Regions from separate parts of the Gossypium arboreum genome. Here region 1 is linked to region 2. A link is a contact called in public Hi-C data. All regions are on one chromosome and are shown on one strand. The core of a region is the stretch at or near the end of the contact, and the rest is flanking DNA. Distances in the headings are between cores, read along the strand shown. Region 1 holds the start of LOC108479788. Region 2 holds the start of LOC108482333 (BRI1 kinase inhibitor 1-like).

Region 1 (3,960 bases), core at 946-3,445, 480 kb after region 2:
CCTAGGAAATATGAAAATCAATGTGTATTTACAAATTGAAAGCGACATTATCCAATAACAAAAAAATCTTACAGACAAGTACAATTTCGACTTTAGCTTGTAGTTAGTTAGTCAAGTAAAAGTGTTACATGTAGTCAAAGTTGTATGGAAATTTGCCAAAAAGCCCTCTTCTTTTAAAAAAATTTCATCCTCCCAGATAAAATGGTTTCATGAGCTTTTATCTAGTTTACCAACTTTGGATCGGTATGGAGCAGTAGCCAAACTAGTTTTTAGGGTTGGACCCTGAGAGAATTCACAGGCTTCATCCATTGAAGCCAATCTTATTTCATCAGGAGGTATGAAGCAGTCCGCTGACAGACCTGGAACATTGAATGCCACTTCTTTGATTGCCCACGCTTCTTCCATCCTGGTCCGAGTGTGGCTCATTGCAGTATCTCCAAACCGGAAAAGGGTCACCACGGAGCGTCCCGAGTGAGCAACCATTATTCCTTCAACAAGTCTGTAATCCTCGAGAGATGAATCGATTGTAGTCTCCCAGTACACAGCATCTCCCCCGTTGTTTTGAATTCGGGTTAAATGTGAGTCTTCCAAGTGCACAAGAAGGCCTGTTTTCTGGCTGAAGTAGCCGAATAAAACATGTCTAACGATCTCAGCAGGTCCTTCGCTCCTGGCCTTCAATGTTGCGGGATCGGCACAAAGCTTGAGTATAAAACAATCCTCCCCATTGATCTGCTTCTCACCACTACATCTCGCATTTGTAAACATGCTTGCTGTTGTTCTCGGATCAAGACCCTGCACAAGAATACCAGTTTTGGTACCATAGCCAGAAATAAATTTACAAGGAACAAACAGTAAAGAAGCGAAGAGGTGGAGGTTAACCTGGAGTGCACGGCGAAGGGGGCGAACAGGGCCTCTAGTAGCATGTGCACCAAGCCAAGGAGTATGCCTCCACACAAGCTTCCCATTGCAGCCAGCATGAACCTTGCTAGCACCAAGTGCGAGCTCCACGTACCACATGTCGGGATTCATTTGCCACAACACAAACCCACCAGATTCGGCAACTTTGGTAGAATTCCGATTCTTGGTGACCTTGTTAGCCGTCTGGAACTCGGAAGCTATCATTCTAACCCTACCCATTGCATAAGCATTGTGGATGGAGTTCTGAAGCTTTTGCCCACCTGAAGCAGCAGTATACTGCTGTAATATGTATTGAGCAGATGATGATTCCTGAAAATATTTACAACACATTAGAGTCAGAGATTGTTCCTTCCATGAGCCCCCAAACCAGTAGTGCTAATCAAATTCTTCTTCCATTTAGGTTTATTTCTCCCAAAACAAGTAGATCCAGATTGAAAAAAACAACTCTTATCTGTCTATTAAGCAACCCTACTATAATCCATCAAAATCCCATAGTCATCAAGTGAAAGGAAAAGCCAAACCCAACATCAAAAATCTCAGCACAAGACTTATTCTCTGAACAAAAATAAAAAATGCAGCATCAGGGAAGAAAGAAAGAGAGAAGAAAGGGTGTGGTTGGGGGCTCACAATTGGGGTGTCTTTAATGGTGATGTGAGAGAAAGAGTCCAAAGCGCTAACGTGCACTGGCGCGAGCGGTGCACCCAAGACTCCAAGCAACAACCTCAGATCGGAGCGTTCACAGGTTGAGGTAGAAACGGAAGGGCCTCCTCGTGCCAGCTGACCTTTTATCCACTGAGCCCACCTACCTTCCATCCTGGAATTTTCAGCGTCCGTTCCATCAGGATCAGGACCTTCTTTCAACGGCGACAAAGCTTCGGCCGGCCTGAGGCCCCCAGACCTAAAGAAAAAGGGCTCGGGATGGTGGCTGTAATTCTTCCTCCGACGGCGCAGTAAGTTGGACATTGGTGATGCAGTCCTGGCGGGACTTTTAGCCCGCGAACGACTCTCCTGCTTTCTTTCCATTTCAACAGAAAACCCACAAGCCTTCTCCCTTTTCTGCTCTTAAGAGACACTCAGAAAGTGTAAAAGAGAAGAAACAGACACAATGGTACACTGAGAAAAGTAGCTGATACTGAAGAAGAAGGAGAGGAAGAAGAAGAAAAACAAATAGTTTCTAGAAAAACAGAAAATGAGGGAATAAGAAGGGAAATTAATTAATTTGATTAGGACAAATATAGTTTCGCTGATTAAGATACTGTATCCCGCTTAGGTAAGGTTGGTACCAATATAGGTATAATTTGGTATCTTGTTTCAATTTTATACGTAGCTCAGATTATTATTTCATACACGTAACTTTTATTATTATAAATAAAATTTAAATATAAATATGTTCATTAATATACATCACAAATCTAATTCTTACATTGTTTTTATATTAAAATTAGATTACATTTTATTCCTTATACTTCAAAAAATAGACAAATTAATTCTTTTATGTTAGAGTAAATTAGTCCTTTTAATTAAATTTTAATAATTTGTACTATTAAAATTGATGTGGTGTTTGAAATAACAAATAATAACATATGATGTGTCACATATATTTCGTGCTAACCTACAAGAACCACTTTTTAACAAAAAATGGATAATTTTTTCATAAGATTAATTTGCTCTTTAATCTAACGTACAATGATCATTTTACTTATTTTTAAATAAAAAGACAAAATATAATATGATTCTTAATGTAAAGATGATACTTTTATTAATTCCTTTTCACTTATTAAAACGCAATAAATTATTAGTTTTTCTAATAGCATATATTACAATTAAATTTAATTAACAATTTAAGTTGATGGAATTGAATCAGCCTAAATTTAATTAAAATAATATATTTTTAACTTTACTTAAATTTATTTATTTTTATTGATTAATACGGAACATGCGAATAACAAATATAAACGAAAATTTGCATCAAAATAAAAAGTTTAATTTAGGGTTTGTTTGGACAACATGAATAATTGAATAGAAGTGTAATTACATTCTTTTATAATTATAAAGAATTGTAAGTCCTTAGACATGTTTGGTGACAAGATGTAATTACATTATAATTCTCTACATCATGTTTTATATTATAAATTATAATTACATAGTTACATAATTTATATTTTAAAAATATTAATTACTATACAAAAATTATTAGTATGATAAATATTATATTTAATCAAGTAACAAAAAGTAAAATTAAATCTTCATATTTATTATGTTAGTATAAAAAATAGTTGATAATACGATTATTAATAAAACTAATAAAAAGTAAACATTATATGCACATTTATCTAACTGTTTTAGTGTAGATTTGTTAGGTTATGCCATCTTTAATATTTAACATATGCTCATTATCCTCATTTGTTAGTTCTTGACTAAGTTCATCATCATCTGAATTTGGATTTGCATCATTAGGATTATTAAAATCTCCTTTCATATATTCTTTGAAGTATGAATAATCTCAATTCACCAATAGTTAAAGTTATGAAATATGAAACATGTTAGTACAATCCAACATTATATTTTTATGTTATATTAAGGTGATGTTAATATGGGGAAAAAAATTAGAAGAACAGATATCTTCTCAACCATCTTAAAACCTTAAATGTCTCAAATTAAAAAGTGCAGAAGTTGCTTATGATGCAGGTGTCTGACACCATTTTCTAAAATAGTATCATACCTCGTAATATGGTGTAAAAATTTTTTTGTATTTGTATAAATAACATCGATCTTATAATATTTGGGTTCACAATCTAAATAATTTGTAGTTTTAATTATAAAAACTTATTCAAACTTAATTTGGAGAAAAAATTATATTAGGTTATGTCTCTTTTATAATACCTAAACTAAGTAAAAAATAATATAAAATTTATAACAAATAACCTTTATAAATAAGGTTTTATAAATTGTTCAATAACTTTCATAACACTTCTTATAATTAATATAATTTTTTGTCAACTCTTTAGAAAGTTATTCTTTATAAATAGGCTAGGATAATGT
Region 2 (3,997 bases), core at 883-3,382:
TTTAATCTTCACATGATTAAATCCTAATATGATGATTTGATGAGAGAGAGAGGCAAAAGGAGAGGTTCCCCACACAAAAGGCCAAATAATCTTTGTTAAGTGGTGGTGGAAGGTGCAATCTTTGTTTTATGTACCCTTTTCATTTCACATTCTTGGCTTGAGAATAGAGGGGGATATTTGAGTGGCGGAAGATGAGGCAGTCCAAAAATCATGTCACCATGATTGAGATGTTGACCACAACTAAATGAACAAAATTCTTCACCTCTGTTACACGTGTGTGTGGGCTCACCCTTCTCACCTAACTCTTGAAAACTTTTGGCTTCCCTTTCTAATTCCTCTCATTCATCTTAATCCCACTTTGGTCATGCTTTACTTCAGTCATCACCTTTGGAATTTGCCTGCCTTAGCCTACTGTTGAGATCATGACTAAAGCATCAATGTAGTTGAGTCGTTCAAATATAAGAGACCTATTTTTGCATCATATCCGATCTTTAGCAATCAAATTATTTGTGGTAAAAGTATGATTTTTACATTTTGTCTCCTCTATTTAAATATAGATAAATCAATTTTGTAGGTAAGATCAAATAACAAATTGATGATTTTGTTAAAAATTAATTTATTTTTATTGTTTAAAATTAGTCTCTATATATCAACATAAGATATATATGATATGTCATTATTTTATTAGTCATATCAATTTTAGTAGTAAAAATGGATGGAACAGAAATAATCTATTTAATTTTAATCTAAAATATAAGAATTAATTTACTCAATCTTTATTATTTACATTTACACATAATTAGGTATATTTTTATGACATTATTTGCACTAATGCATAATCTCTTTTAAATTCTTCAAAACGGGGAGTGGAAGTGTTTTTTAAAATGACGGATTATGACGTGAGTCCCATCTCATTTGTTTTAATTATGCTTTCAATCCCCTTTCTCTTCCTACTTTTAAAATTTAATAACATTGTGGAATGAATTTCGTTAACTTGAATTATATGACAGTTTTAAAATGAAAGAAAAAATCACGCCACCGATATAAAATTTCATAAAATCTTACAATTCTATACAAATTAGATTTATCTTCCATGAGTATAAATTTATTTATTTGTTTGGTAAAACAGAAAATGTCATAATTGATGAAAATCAACTTAAAATATTGAAATTGGAGTGTGAATTATGACTAAATTAATTTTAAAAAATTGTAAAAATTCAAATCGTGGAAGTGGACTCCCAACTTTTTTAAAGACATTCAAATCGTGTCCTGCCCTGAAGTGAAATCCCCCTCACCTCTCAATTCTTCCAATGACATCATTCCCTCATAAAACATGACTCTTGTTCTAACTTTTTTTTTGCTTTTTTTTTAACTCAAGTCATTATGATTAGAACAAGAAAAAGAAAAGGTTTACCAAGTCTTAGTCTCATATTTCAATTTTCAATTCCAAACTTTGAAATATTGCAATTGAATTCAATGCACATTTTGTGCCTATGCGAACATGACTCACTTTTTTTTTGTGAAAAAAATAACAAGACAGAGATAAATTACAGTGAAGTTCTGATAGATATAAAAATCCTCTCTTTATCTGCCTCAAGATAAATTAGCATTTCATCTAGAGGAGAGTCAATCGGGTGGAGATCCCCCCCTCTTCCAAGAGCCATTTTAGCAAGATAGTCTGCACTTTTATTCTCTTCCTTGAGAATATGACTCACTTTCTATGCTAGAATAACTCGATTTTATATTTATATATCCCAAAAATAAATATTTTCTATTTCGTCATTCCAATCCATCCACCTGCTCTGGCCAAATTTGGATGTTTATCATCTAAAATTTTCTTCCATTTTAAAATTAACATTTTTCGTATTCTATAATCACATTAAATCTAGATTAAATTTAGTGTTAAACCCAACATTTTTCCATCATCAAAAACTTAAATTCGATGTCTTACTTAAAAAGTACATTCAAACATTGTATATGTATACCGCACCCAACCATTTTACTCCAACCCACCAACTCTTTTTGTGACGCAAAACAAAATACATTGCTAAATGCAGTAAAAAGAAAAAAGAGAAAAAGAAATCTAAGCAATGCCCAATTATGAGTTGCCACCGCACCCTTTTCTCTCATTTAGTAGACTTGATACAAAGGAGGTTGAATATGACACATTAAACCCAAACTCTTTATCCCCTTATCTCCATAAACATACTTGGGAGAAATTTGATTTCAGGGTAGCTTTATTTTTCAATCATGGATGCTTATCAGCAACCTGAAGAAAGAAAAGTAAAGGAGGAAATAAGAGAAGGGTCATCCATATTATCCTCCCCTGTTTCAACACCTTCAACCTCTCCTTCTCATGAATTCTCCTTCACAGTCTCTCTCCATTCTTCCTCCAATTATAAAACCAAGACCCCATCTTCAATCGCCGTCGATTTGTCTCCGGCTGATGACCTTTTCTTTCATGGCCATTTGCTCCCTCTTCATCTCCTTTCTCACTTCCCTGTCTCCCCACGTTCATCCACCAATTCATTGGACGGTTTCAACGTTCCACCAAAAGAGTTGGTTGATGATCCAAAACCCGTAAAACCCACCAGCAAAAGCGATAGCAATATCAGTCATCATCATCATCAACGCCATACCGTTGAAGAAGCAAAAGTGAAGAACAAGTCAAAGTCTTTCTCTTTGTTTAGTTTACCAAGGCGGCAAAGAGGGGTTAGAGAAAAAGAAGATAAAGAGAAACATGGCAAGAAAAAGATGAGATTGGATTTGAGTAATGCGTTAAAGAGGTACATGAGGATGATTCGGCCATTGTTGTTCTTCATAGGAAAGAGAGAGAAGAAACTCCATCACCATACACAAGCTTACTCATTTTCAGGTAATTTGAGTTTGAGAAACAAAAAATCAGAGTTGAGAGGAAGGAAAAGAGACTATTATTCAGCTCCTGCTTCAATGAGGACATCTCCTACAAATAGTGGTCTTCTTGTTGCAACCACGGGGTCAACTAGTGATAGCACCATGGAAGAGTTGCAGGCTGCAATTCAATCTGCAATTGCTCATTGCAAGAACTCCTTTAAAGGGGGATGATAAAACTTAAATGCTAGGCCTAGTTTTCAGTTTTTTCCCCTTTTTAATCAACTTCTTCTCCAAGTTATATCAATTATTGCCTTTTTCTTTTTCTTTTTCATGTATAAATGGTACATAAAAACGAGTATGAAATTAGTTTAAAAGAACTGAAGATGGCTTCAACATATTTCATCTTTAAAATGAAAAACTTTTGTTCACATGATTCATTAGTTGCATAAAATTATAATAATGAAAGTTGTTTAATTTCAGTATGTTAAATATGAGATTACATTTATGTTTTACATCCCAGCATTCCATGCAATGTGGCTTCTTTTCTTGAAGTAAATAAACTTGTTTATATCGGTTTGATTATACAAAATTCAATGAGAAAATTAACAGTTGCAGAAGGTACAAAATCTAATGAAAATGAAACAGATAAGAGCAACTGATTGTGTGTGGTAAACTTTCTCATCAATTATAGGCAAGGGAAGGGAGAAAGGACATGAGATTGTTGTGATCATATGATATGTCTATTTGATTAGGCCGACAGCAAAATCCCGCATCTGCAATAACCATGAAAAATAACAGTGTTGGAGAAAATTTCATGGAAAATTTCCCATTTCACCATCAAAATCCTCTATTTTTTTCCCCTTGCATTTTAATCTTTGTAAAAGATCAGAAACAATGTTGTCATCGTGTTTGGTGCATTTTTATGGATGAAATTTTTAATATAATATATAATTTACTCTTTATTCTAATATATAAAAATTAATTTATTAATTTTTTAAATAAAAAAACAAAATGCAATTCAAATCTCACCTCCATAATCCTTTTACTGAAATTTAACACATTTAGCAGTTGTCATAAAGTGTAAAAGAGCAAAGGGTAGGTTCCATTTATCAGTTAATCAAACATCTAATATAATTGCAAGGTC

The links. A called contact is a pair of places that touch in the nucleus more often than the background predicts.
Region 1: a Hi-C map of leaf shows a contact between it and region 2, with 2.7 times the contacts expected there. The contact joins the promoter of LOC108479788 here to the promoter of LOC108482333 in region 2. A contact is called at or near these places in 2 of 5 Hi-C or Micro-C datasets (both in leaf).

The regions. Positions count from the first base shown.
Region 1 is chr1:77,912,718-77,916,677 of ASM2569848v2, forward strand. It overlaps LOC108479788, which reads right to left and starts at 2,196. Exons shown (of 3, transcript XM_017782576.2): 1 at 1,546-2,196; 2 at 880-1,227; 3 at 26-792. The coding sequence starts at 1,941. The coding sequence ends at 208.
Region 2 is chr1:77,433,723-77,437,719 of ASM2569848v2, forward strand. It overlaps LOC108482333 (BRI1 kinase inhibitor 1-like), which reads left to right and starts at 2,133. Exons shown (of 1, transcript XM_017785451.2): 1 at 2,133-3,283. The coding sequence starts at 2,251. The coding sequence ends at 3,084.